3 separate regions of the Sus scrofa genome follow, and regions 2 and 3 are each linked to region 1. A link is a contact called in public HiChIP or PLAC-seq data. All regions are on one chromosome and are shown on one strand. The core of a region is the stretch at or near the end of the contact, and the rest is flanking DNA. Distances in the headings are between cores, read along the strand shown.

Region 1 (3,883 bases), core at 348-2,847:
GCTAATAGCCTCCCATCCTCAGGGGAATAAATACCCAAGTGCCATCCCACTCTTCCCTCACATCCTATCCCTTGCCACTGACTAACTGACAGCCAGAGGACAAAGGGGTCCCTGGTGTGACCCATGCAGGCACCTCAGGGCACAAAGTTACATGAAGAATGGACCTAGAGGTCAAAGAGAAGATACACAGCAGAGACATCTAGTTGCTTGCTGTTCTGAGTTGAATTCTCACCTCCCCACCAAAAGACATGTGAAAGTCTGAAACTCTTAGTATCTCAGAGTGTGACCATATTAGGAAATAGGGTCTTTATAAAAGTACAGTGGGCCTTAATCCAGTATGACTGATGTCCTTATAAATGAGGAAATTTGGACCCAGACACTGCCCCTCACACCTGAGGAGACACACAGAGAGAAGGCGGCGATAGGACTGGAGTGATACATCTATAAGCCAAGGAGTGTCAGGAAACAGCAGATGATAAATGAGGCAAAGAAGACTTCTCCCCTGGAGCCATCAGAGAGCATGGCACTCCTGACACCTTGACTCTGGATGTCTAGCTTCCAGAACTGTGAGAAAATTTGTTTTTTTTTAAGTCACCCAGTTTTTAGGATGCTATTACAACAGCCCTGAGAGACTAACATACTTGCTAAGGTCTAACTGGCCCTTGACTAAACAGCCTTAGTCTCTGAGTAGACATTTTCAAAATGGACCTTAGTGGAGCTGATCATGTCCAATGCTTTTATTCTACAAATAAGAGCACTGAGATGAAAGACTTCCTCACAGTCATACAACTGGAACCCACAATAAAACTGTAGAGTGCTAGGAAAGCTCTATGTCTGCCCCCACATTGACAGGAGGCTAGTGGAACTATTCTCAACCTGATTGAGCTTAAACATGGCCTGATACTCTGCAATTCTCCTAGGATATCAGCTATGCTGAAGGATTCTCCAGAATGACCGACAGGTGACAACCTTTGCACAACTCCCACATCTCTGCAGCATTTAAAGGGGCACCAGACATTTAAAGAACACAGTTCAGATTGAATTGTAATGAAAACTTGCCTTTGTCCTTTGTTGTGCTAAAGAAAAATATATCATAGCCCTGAGAAAGATCACCATTAACTCTCTAGAACAAAGTGTTTTACTTCTTTGTGAATTATCAATAAAGTTAACCAAACACAGCTCATTGTTTAACGACTGACTGTTCCCTGCATCCTAAAGAAATGATAAGAAACTACACAGTCAGCAATGTAGACCTTGAGGAAAAAAAAACAAAAAGAGAAAGAAAGCAAGCTCCACCCAGAACAAATAGATTTCCTATAGCTCTGTGATGTTCCTTATCTAGAGGAAGGTTTTGTTTTCTTGTCAATCAACAGCCGCAGATCATCTGAGGGTTGGCCACACCTTGGGCTGGGAATGCTCAGGAAGGAATGTGGGAAGGAAGAAGGGAGAGGCGATTTCCTGATGGGTCAGCTGCTGGCAAGTGCCTGGACCCTGGGAAAGTCTTGATGGAGGAATTCCTTTCCTTGGAGAGCAGCCAGAGCAGCAGGAACAATGCTGTGATCCACTGGTGGTGACTCCCAGGTCACAGCTTGAGCAACGCAGGCCGCAGGCAGCAGGTTATGCCACAACATGTCCCAGGCTCTCGTCAGCATGTGGCTTACTCCCTGGTTCAATCCAGAGGCCAAGGCACCATATTGTTCTCAAAGCAAGTTTTCTCCGAGGGAGACAATTCACTTCACAAGAGATTAAAGCATAAGAAAAATGAACTAGGCAAACCAGCTAAGAAAAGTCCCATGAGGACCTCCAGATTGCCGTCTTCTTGGCTGATAGATTTTCCAAAGGAGAGGTCTGTTTTGACTACCACCATGATCCCTTTCAGTGCAGTTTCTGATTTATCTGCAGAGATATAAGTACTGGAGCTGGTGTTCTCCCATGTAAAGCAATGCGGGGATTATATAACAGTTAATTAAGGGGCTGCCTCCCATGCTTTTCACCCATGCCCTCTGAAGACAGCGTGATGAGGAGAGTCTTTCCTCCTGAGCCAGAGCACCACTGACAGTAACACTCATTTAAGGCAGGCTAAAGGAGTTAATTTCCACATCAGTGTTTCTCCCATGCAGAAATATGTCTTCCCTGAGTGCCAAAATTAAGCCTTTGGATGAGGAAGCATTTAACCATTCTAAGGGTTTCCTCCAGTTAGATGGGTACAGAGGAGAGCCAAAATAAACCAAGAAAAATCAATAAAAAGGCTCTATTTGGAACAAGATTTCCTATTTCTTGAGAGACTACCTGCAGCTGCTGTGATAATTTATTTGCAGTATTTTCTCCTGCCTCAGATATGAGTGGGACCCCCTTGGCCCTTCCTCAGTGTTTTGGAGGCCTCCATGGCCTTCAAATCTGGTGCACTGGTGACCTCTAGAGGACACAGTTTTGGTCTAGGCTCAATGTTAAGATGAAAAATTCATTGCTCTGGGAGATGAATACATTATCAATTTTATAGCTGCAAAATAGCTTTTAGCTCTTAAAGCATAAAAAATGTCAAGAAATTATCTTCCTTCAGGTAAAATCTCTGAAGTGCCAAGTGATCCATTTTCCTTGAGATGACAGAGAAGTTTATTGTTGATGGAAATCTAAGAAAAGATGGGCTTTTTTTCTCTGCCAAGAGGGAACTCATTTTCCAAAGGATTCCAACTTGGCTGAACCCCTGAAGACTGGCTTCAGGGAAAGCCTTCAGCTCTCCTTTTCCTGCTCCCCATCCCTCAGTGTCCTGCCCAATTCTTAACATAAGGACTTGAGAGGGGGAGTTCCCTGATAGCCTGGCAGTTAAGGGTCCATGTTGTCATGTTAAGGATCCACTGTCTGTGGCACATGTTCTATCCCTAATGCAGGAATTTCTTCATGCCTGCCACAACCTCAGCTGAAAAAAAAAAAAAAAAAAAAAAAAAAAACACCTTGAGAATATCAGAATGTCAGCAAAAAAGTTACACTCGAATCCCTCTAAGCTGAGAGGGCTTGGCATTTCCCAAAGTTGAGGGAAACCACCAGCCATGCTTCTCCACATTTTCTCTCAGCAGCAGAACTTTTCAATCAGCTAAGTGAGGTTGGGGAGGATCTAAGGCCCACAGAGACTGTATGGAGGCAAAATTGTGCAAAGAGGGGTTAATGTCCTTTAGGGTCTTCCCAAATTCCTGGGACAGAGCTGCCTCTCTATTCATACGTGGAGCCAAGACCTTGACTCACTTCCTCTCTTAAGCAGTAACATCTACTCCATGTTACTTATCAATGGGGACAAAAATCAGCCTAAGACCTCAGCAGACTATGTAAGACCACTTACAAGTGGGTCACAGCATCAATGGATAAAAATTATTTTTATTTAAAACCATCTACATTCTGGGCATTTGTCAAGTACTTATTAAACATCATCTCTCATTTTCACAACAGCCCTGCGAGGTAAATGTTATTCTCGTTTTACTGATAATAAACTAAAACTCAGAGAGCTCAACTTGGCAGTCACACACATCACTGGAAGTTTGCTCATATGTGTGGTGCTTCCACTTTATCACAAAGTTTCTAACATCACCTAATGTTAGAGCAGAAAAAGACATTGTACTCACAGTTTCATCAAATCCTCTTTATAAATAGAGGAAGCAAAACAGCATACCTGAGGCCACACATGTAAACGGCAGACCTGGAGCTAACAGCAGGTCTTAAATGCCCAGCCCAGTGCTAGGGTCGCTATACAGAGCTCATGATAATTCCCTGCTTGCCTTTGCAGGAATTTTGAGGATCACTGTGGGATCAGGATAAATACTAGACTATGACTCTCCTGTAACATCCATTTCACCATTTACCTCACCCTGGGATTCCACAGGGGAGAGCTCTT
Region 2 (3,883 bases), core at 646-3,145, 400 kb before region 1:
ATCCAGCTGGTGCTAAGATGTATACATATAAAAAGTGACCCACGATGAAAGATAAATATGACCACTGCCAAGTAAGTCCAGCAAGTAGTAATCACTCCTGAGATTCTATGGAGAGGAAGATTAATGTGAGCTTTCTTCTCTCAGCAGGACTTCCCTTGGGAATCTGAAAAATCAGTAGGCTTCAGATAAAGCAAAAAGAAGTGAACTAGGAACAGATGGCAGAAATCGATATGAGGAGAAGATGTTGCATTTTCTAAGTGGGAAGTTCTTAACATAATCTGAAAACTATAGTGGAGGTAGAGTATTTTGAAAAAAGACTAAAAACTTCAGTCTGATTCAGAGGAGATGGATGCTGAGGTCTGTATTTCTATAAAGTCAATCTGAGCAGAAAAGGACTGTTGGGATAAGTGTTATCTGAAGGTTTTGATCTCCTAACACTGACTCCCTTTAAAGGAAGTGACCAGACCTTGGAGAGTGACTGATGAAACAGGATATGGTCACTTTCGGTTTGGGGTCCCTTCTGGTGTGTGAGGAAGTCAGTGAAAGGGTGGCCGCATACCACATTCTTGGTCTCATCAAACCCAGCCCAGGTGCCTAAGAAAATTCCAGAATGGAGCTAGGTTCTGTACCATGGAACAATCTGCCTTCACACACACAGGCCTATTATCCTCACACTTACACCTCTCCTGCCACCATTGCCAGCACAGCTACAAGCCCCAAGCAGACACATCTGAGTGGTAGTGAGGTGGCAGGGAGCCTTGCATCTCAGGATCAGTCTTTTGGCCTGTGGATTTGTGTTCTTTGTTGTTTTTACATCAAAGGAATTTCAAATGACTATTTCCATTTTCAAAGCCAGGGTTGCAAATAATTAGCAATAGATGAGCATCCATCTAAAAAACAGCATACTCTCAAACCCCAAGTTGAGTCTCAGGTTGAGCATAAAGCTGTCATAAGCTCCCTGGTGTCGGCACCAACTGTAGAGGCCTAGGAGGATGGGGAAGTGGGCAAGGAGCCCAGTTTCTCTGTAGAATGCTGGCTTCTGAGACAGGTGCCTGGGATGGGAGTGAATGAGTGTCTGAGAAAAGGACTTGTACCCAGGAAGAATTATTAGCATTGCATTAGTGATAAGTCTGAAGACAAGAGGCAGGCAGTTCTCCTGTTTTCCATTATTATGTGAGCTGAAGAATTTACCCAGTGCAAAACAAATGGGATGCACCAAGGAGAAGCTGCCAGTACATGAGGTCTTTTAGAAGGTCTGTAGAGATATTTGTTGACACTGGTTTGGGATGCAAAATGCCTGACTTGTAATTCTAGTCATAGGCAATGTGCATAACATCAGGGCACATGTGTCTTTGTGCATACATGGGGAGTGGGGAATGCAGTTACTCTGAAAAGAGATGTAATTTCCCCATCCAAGATGGCTCATTTATTTTGATAGCTGCAAATGCACAAAAGAGCCCGGGCATAGCCTTTGGTTGCAGGTGTTCCTAGGCGAGGGGAGATTGGCGGGGGCTGGATGGTGGAAAACCTGCAGACTTCCTCTCCAAATAGAAGCTGGGAAATCATCCAACACGTCCCACTTTCCTGAGAGGAAGCAAGATGTGGGGACAGGAAGGCTGTGTCAATAAAGCAATAAGGCAAAACCTTTTGCGATTGTTTTTGCATCACAACTAGTCTGCAGCCAAGTTTATGAAATTTTGATTCTGAACAATTGCAATTTACTGATATTCTTCAACAAAATTGAAGAGGAGCTGAGTTTGTGGTCCTCCCGTGAAACCATCTGTAGAACAACACAGAAAGGAAACCTGAGAACGGGAGCCTCCCTTGTCACACCAAGAGCGCTAATTAGGGCATGGAAGATTGCGCCGCTGCTGCGTCACAACCGCCCAGAAAGGGGAGGATGTGCACTTCCCAGGAGGGGTTTCCTGCTTGGGCAAGTGGCCTCAGCTCCAAGACCTTCCTAACCTTGACCTGAAAAATAACCCATCCCACGATTCTTGAGTGGCTTCACCAAAGCCCTCCATGATGTTTCCAAAAGACTCTAAGCCAGCTCGTCCTTACCCTCACCAGCCCCCACTCCCCCAAATACACCGTCTCTAGTTTCTGGCCTCAGATTCTTTGGGGTGATGACTCAGTTGAATACAGTAGAGTCCTTCCCAACCCCATCAGCCCCTCCCCTTCTTCCTCTGATTATAATGGCCTCAAATGTCCCTTGTGCCACACTACGTCATCCCTCTCTAGCACAGCTGCTTCTGGGACAGAAATTTACTTTGCTTCCCACTGCTCCTGTGCCCACATCTAGGAGGGGAGAAATGTCAGGATGGTTTAAAGAAAACTCTTGGCCTGGGGACTTGAATCTAATGTGATGATACCTCAATCACTTTGACGAAATCTCTGAATCAAAATAGCTTGGTTGCTGCAGCAAGTTAGTTTCCTATTTTAAGAATTTAGTGCCATGATGTATCTGAGGGGAAGCTTTGTGTCCTGGTAGAGGTATGGAAAAACAGTATGGAGGTCTACCGCATTAGGCAAAGCTATTGAAGGTGCACACTGGGTGAAAAAGTGAGAAAAAAATGGTGAAAGGGTTTTTAGACTGGGACTTGTAGAACTGCCACCTATTTTGTTTTCTTCCAGTCCTTCATCTAGTTAACAAATCTCTATTGTACACAAACTAGATGCCAGTCATGGTTTTGAGAAATGGGGATACAAGATGAAGCAAAATCAGATTAAAAAAAAAAAAAGCATTGCTAAAATAGAGTGTATATTCTTGTTCAACATATATCTATAGAATGTCTCTATTTTCCAGAGATAGCTCTGGTTTCCTCCTACTATTTCACATAATCATTAGTGCCTCACCCCTTCACTCCAAAATGTCCCTGTTTGGTCAGTAGTTTATATGGACACACTCACTCTTATATACAGGGGGCTCTGTGAAGCGCTGAATGTACAAGAAGAGCTGATCTTCAGGAAACTCTTCAGCAAGGGAGCCAAGGACACAAACAAAATAATTACCATTCAAAAGTGCTGTCATAGAAATAAGTACAAGTTGCTGAGAGAATTTGCCTAGATCTTTAAACAAATAGTAGCAGTTGGCTGGAAGATAAGGGAAAAAAGATAAAGAGGTGGGATGAAAACAGATTAGAATGTGTTACTTTTTTTTTTTTTTTTCTAACTGGAATAGATGGAAAACACATTCTGTGCCCCTAAGGAAAAGACAGTGAAAGGAAATGGCCTGTTTGCAGATGTGTATGCAGTGCAAAGCCCAAATAATTTGAATATGACAAGAAATCAGTGTGAAAAGGAAATATATAGCTTATGTAAATGTATTTTTAAATATCTTATGCTCTTTTTCATACCTGACCCCATCTCTGCCCTATATACACACACACACAGATGAAGACTGGAACTGACACGTATATGTGTGTACATCTTTATGCACATGTTCCATAGTTATACACGCATTCCATTCTTCAGCTATGTGATAATCTAGGGTAAGAGAAGCCTTAGGTAAGAGGGACCCCAGAGGGGGCAGACATCTCAGTGCTTCCTCAACTTCTCCCTTTATTTTAATTTTCCCTTCCCTTTTTCCTCCTGAACTTTTACTTTCTTTCTGTGAGAGAATTTTGGCTTTTTTCTCTTTTTAGAAATAGCTCAACTACATTAACCCATCCCTCTGCTGATGGAGAAGGTTTTGGTTTTCTGGACAATGAATGCGGGGGGACTGATATGCAACATTTCCAGGTCTGGACTCTAAACTTTTTCTCTTAATCGGCCACTGGACATGACCTTGGCACAGAGCGCCCCACTTCTCCTTCCTTGATGTGACTGGAAACATCCATCTGTGCTAAGACATTGAGATTTAGGGGCTATTCCCTTACAGGAG
Region 3 (3,883 bases), core at 487-2,986, 310 kb before region 1:
GTAGTAAGTGAACACTCAGGGGATAAAGATGACACTGGTTAGAAATACCAAGCTATCTGTACCCCCATGTTCATAGTTGCATCATTATTCACAATAGCCATGGTAGGGAAACACCCTAGGAGTCCATCAATGGATAAATGGATAAAGAAGATCTAGGAGTTCCCGTGGTGGCTCAGGAGTGATGAACTCACTAGTATCCATGAGGATGCGGGTTCAATCCCTTGCCTTGTTCAGAGGGTGAAGGATCTGGCATTGCCATGAGCTGTGGTGAAGGTCACAGACATAGCTCAGACCTGGCATTGCTGGGGTTGAGGTGTAGGCTGGCAGCTGCAGTTCCAATTGGAGCCCTAGCCTGGGAACTTCCACATGCTACAGGTGCAGCCCTAAAAAAAGGAAGATCCAGTGTATGTATGCAATGGATTATTATTCAGCCTTAAAAAGGTAAACCTGTCATTTGCAGCACCTGATGAATCTAGAGGGCATTATGCTGAGGGAAATAAGCCAGACAGAAAAAGATAAATCCTACATGGTATCACTTATGTGAATATTTTTAAAAATGGTTCAAACTTCAGTTATAAAATGAATAAGGTCTCAGGATATAGTATATAACACAGTATAGGGTATAGTTGGATAATCCTGTATTGTGTAATTGAAATTTTCTTAAATATGTTCTCTCTCATACAGAAATGAGAAATATGTGTGGTGACAGGTATATTAGTTAACAAACTTGAGGGGGAATCCTTTCACAATGCATATGTACATCAAATCATACTGCACACTTTTGTCAATTATATCTCATTAAATCTGAGGGATAGAGGAAATTGAACCTAGTTTCTTTAAACTCAGTTGAACAAATTCTTCCATGAATGTAATTGACATTCAGAAGATTTTTTTAAAAAGACTTTTTCCTATTTGAATCCTGTTCTTGTTTTAAACTTTAAGTGACACTGCCAAAGAAGCAACAAGAGGGAAGAGTTTCATTCATGCAGCAAAGGTACATTGAGCATCGAGGATGCAGCAGGCCCTGACCCTGGTACTTGAGCTCTAGCTTCACAGCAGAGACAGTCCCCTGTGAAACTTGGAAATGCACCTCCCCATCTGACTGGGATAGGGCCAGGAATTAGCCATGATTTGCAGAGAGAAGGTCTGTCAGCAAGCACACTTTCCTACTTGTGAGCTCAGACATCTGCCACCCAGAAAGATGTTTAAGAGGATCTGAGTTAATGTTTACCAACTGCTTTAATATCCTAGGATTTAAAAGGGCACATCAGAAAGAAATGGTCATGCTGGAATTTGGAGGCCATTCAAAAATTCACCCCTGCCAGTCTAATGGTTTGTTTTCAACATTTATTTAACCTCCTTCTGCTATCAAGAAACCCGAGTGTGCTCTGAGGAAGTTTATATCGAAGGAAATGGAAAAAAAAAGGACATTGTTTTTGAGTTGTTTTGTTAAGGCTTCTGGATGGCAAGAGTGTGTGTTTTGTAATTATGAAAGTTTGCCCAGCTTGTAGAGATTTTGTAGGTATAAGTCTGTGAGCCAACCAAGATTGAGTATCATGTAGTGCTCCCTTAGAAAAGCAAATATTGTTAGAGCACTTGAAATAATCAAGTCTGCCCTTGAAATAGCTATAAAGTGAACTTGGCCTCTGTTCAACACAGTCCAGTGAAGAGAACATGCCAGAGGGAAATGTTTTTGTCCACTGTGGAATGGCCAGCTGTCACTGCATGCACAGAATCGCCGGATCTGTGGGAATAAGCAAACAGTACTGTTTTCTTCACAGAAACTCATTTCCCTGTGCTTCATATTGACAATTGTGAGCTATATTTACAAAGGGGTTTCTATGCAAAAGAAGCGTGCATTAGGGTAGAGGCAAGTATTTACCCTAGCTTCCTTTTTATAGAGCCAGGTGATAACGCATTTCGAAGTGCTGGTTTGAGAGGCGAGTGTTTAATAGCACAAAAATGTTCTTTAATTAGTATTTATCTCAGCACCAGGGTGACATAAGTTGCTAATTATGCTGATACAAGAACAGATTGAGATATTCTTGTATGTAAAGGAGAAAGGGGTAATAGGCATGCCTTTTGGTTTTGGAGTGAATGTGATTTAATTTGACCCTAAATTAGCTTGGATCCTGTCTGGCCTGCATTTAAAATAGCCTTTCTAGTAGTTAAAGAGACTGTACTAGCTTTGATCTTGAACAGTAGGAATTTCTAATTGTATACTACATAGTTAATTCAATGTATCATCTCTGCACTTCATAAAGGCTATTTTTTAATCCCAACTTTGATTAGTGGAACTTTGACATATGTCTCAGGAGCTGATTATCTCCATAAGTGCTAATTTTTAAATAAAAAAATTTGAATGGAGAAATCTTTTATTTCTACCTAAGTTAAATGGAGAAATCTTTTATTTCTACCTAAGTTTAATGGAGAAATCTTTTATTTCTATCTAAGTTAGAGTATTTCACTAGAAATCTCCTTTATTAAATGAACTAAAACATGTGCACTGCTTTTAACAGGATCTATTAAATGGTAAGACCTCAATTAGCTCTTACTTTAATATTGAGAGAATGGTTATTTTAAAATATGGTTTTTAAAAGGAGAATCTGGACCACAGGTCATCTTTTCTCATTGTCGATAATCATTAATGTTTTCATGTCATTTGTTATGTGCTCCTCCTGATGCTAAACATTTACCATACAATAATTCATTTAATTCTCAGGCAGCCTTCTGTGGGGGGTACTACTGGTATCTTCATTTGCTCTGATGAGGACAATGAGGCACCGAGTATTGAGTAGCTTGCCTGGATTCACTAGCAAGCAACCAGCTGAGACAGGAACCCAGAGTGTCTGGGTCCAAAGTTTGTGCACTTTTGTCATTTTGCTGTTCTTCCATTTTAAAAGTTTAGTGTATATTTGGTTCTAGAATAAAGTCATGCCCTAGAAATTCTCTTTTATTCAGCACTCTATTGTACGCTGCTTATTGTTGCTGTCTATGATTATGGTAGGTATTAATTATGGTGAATCCACAGTAAGATCCAGAATCCCATTTGAATCAATAACAGACTGTGTAACATTTACTGTGATATCCATGTGAATTTGGAAGGGTCATCAATAGCACCATGAAAATAACTTATTAAATATTGTAGGAGCTAGGACTCCTTCCCCCTTTCAGCAAGCCAGATGGTGCTGATATGTGAGGAGTGTAGGACAGTGGGGTAAGCTTTCTGGCTATTACTTTTAACTTCACAAGAAGCCACATCAAGTGGATGACTATTGATGGAGAGTCTTGCTGGCCTCAGTAGCATTACATATTTTCAAAACTTTAATCATTAGTGTATTTCTGGAATCTTCTCAAAATAGGAATTTTTCTACTCATCTCTCCTATTAAGAGTTTTTGTTTTTTAAACTCCTAGAAAATTGGGTGACTGATACGTGTCCCACGTCCATTGATGATTTGAATTATTTGCCTGTATGTTTGCCCTAAGCACTTTATATTCTTCTCTGCCAACTTAAGCACAAAGTATATGCCCCCAAACAATATTCATCTAGCTAACTTTTATGATACGGAAATAAAACCACGTTTTAACAAAGGAGAAAGCTTTCACATTGGTTGGTTATTTCTACTTGTAGTTGATTTTCAGCTATAAGATTTACTTACAAAGCAGCTCAGGGTCAGGTCTCTTTGTACACAAAATGAGGTATGTGCTAGCCATCCCAATGATCCCATTTCTCATCTTTTATATTATGATGGTAGATTAAAGTGTTCTAAGAAGGGCAATGAAATGCTGTATAGGCTGTGGGAAAAGCTTATGTGACATTTCTTAATTACCACTAATTTTAGTAGTATTGCCATTTTCTGAATTTGGGAGAAACATCTCATT

Evidence for each region. HiChIP or PLAC-seq counts read pairs in DNA pulled down with a chosen protein or histone mark.
Region 2: a contact with region 1 is called in an H3K27ac HiChIP or PLAC-seq map of skeletal muscle, with 7 times the contacts expected there. The contact joins two enhancer-like sites. A contact is called at or near these places in 2 of 47 Hi-C or Micro-C datasets (embryonic fibroblasts and liver) and 1 of 2 datasets of contacts at active chromatin or transcription factors (skeletal muscle).
Region 3: an H3K27ac HiChIP or PLAC-seq map of skeletal muscle shows a contact between it and region 1, with 4 times the contacts expected there. The contact joins two enhancer-like sites. A contact is called at or near these places in 1 of 47 Hi-C or Micro-C datasets (fetal skeletal muscle) and 1 of 2 datasets of contacts at active chromatin or transcription factors (skeletal muscle).

What each region holds. Positions count from the first base shown.
Region 1 is chr16:36,743,210-36,747,092 of Sscrofa11.1, reverse strand. The region is part of intron 2 of LOC110257260 (a long non-coding RNA gene); the gene reads right to left. Among named protein-coding and RNA genes, the nearest start is that of MIR9799, 6.3 kb to the right of the region's middle. Within about 2 kb of position 1,597, at least 23 of the 83 cell types and tissues checked have an H3K27ac peak or open chromatin away from gene starts, as enhancers often do. A contact at or near this core is called in skeletal muscle, where this site is marked.
Region 2 is chr16:37,139,808-37,143,690 of Sscrofa11.1, reverse strand. All of the region lies in intron 3 of LOC106506502 (a long non-coding RNA gene), which reads left to right. Among named protein-coding and RNA genes, the nearest start is that of PLK2, 160 kb to the left of the region's middle. Within about 2 kb of position 1,895, at least 7 of the 83 cell types and tissues checked have an H3K27ac peak or open chromatin away from gene starts, as enhancers often do. A contact at or near this core is called in skeletal muscle, where this site is marked.
Region 3 is chr16:37,049,549-37,053,431 of Sscrofa11.1, reverse strand. All of the region lies in intron 1 of LOC106506503 (a long non-coding RNA gene), which reads right to left. Among named protein-coding and RNA genes, the nearest start is that of PLK2, 250 kb to the left of the region's middle. Within about 2 kb of position 1,736, at least 12 of the 83 cell types and tissues checked have an H3K27ac peak or open chromatin away from gene starts, as enhancers often do. A contact at or near this core is called in skeletal muscle, where this site is marked.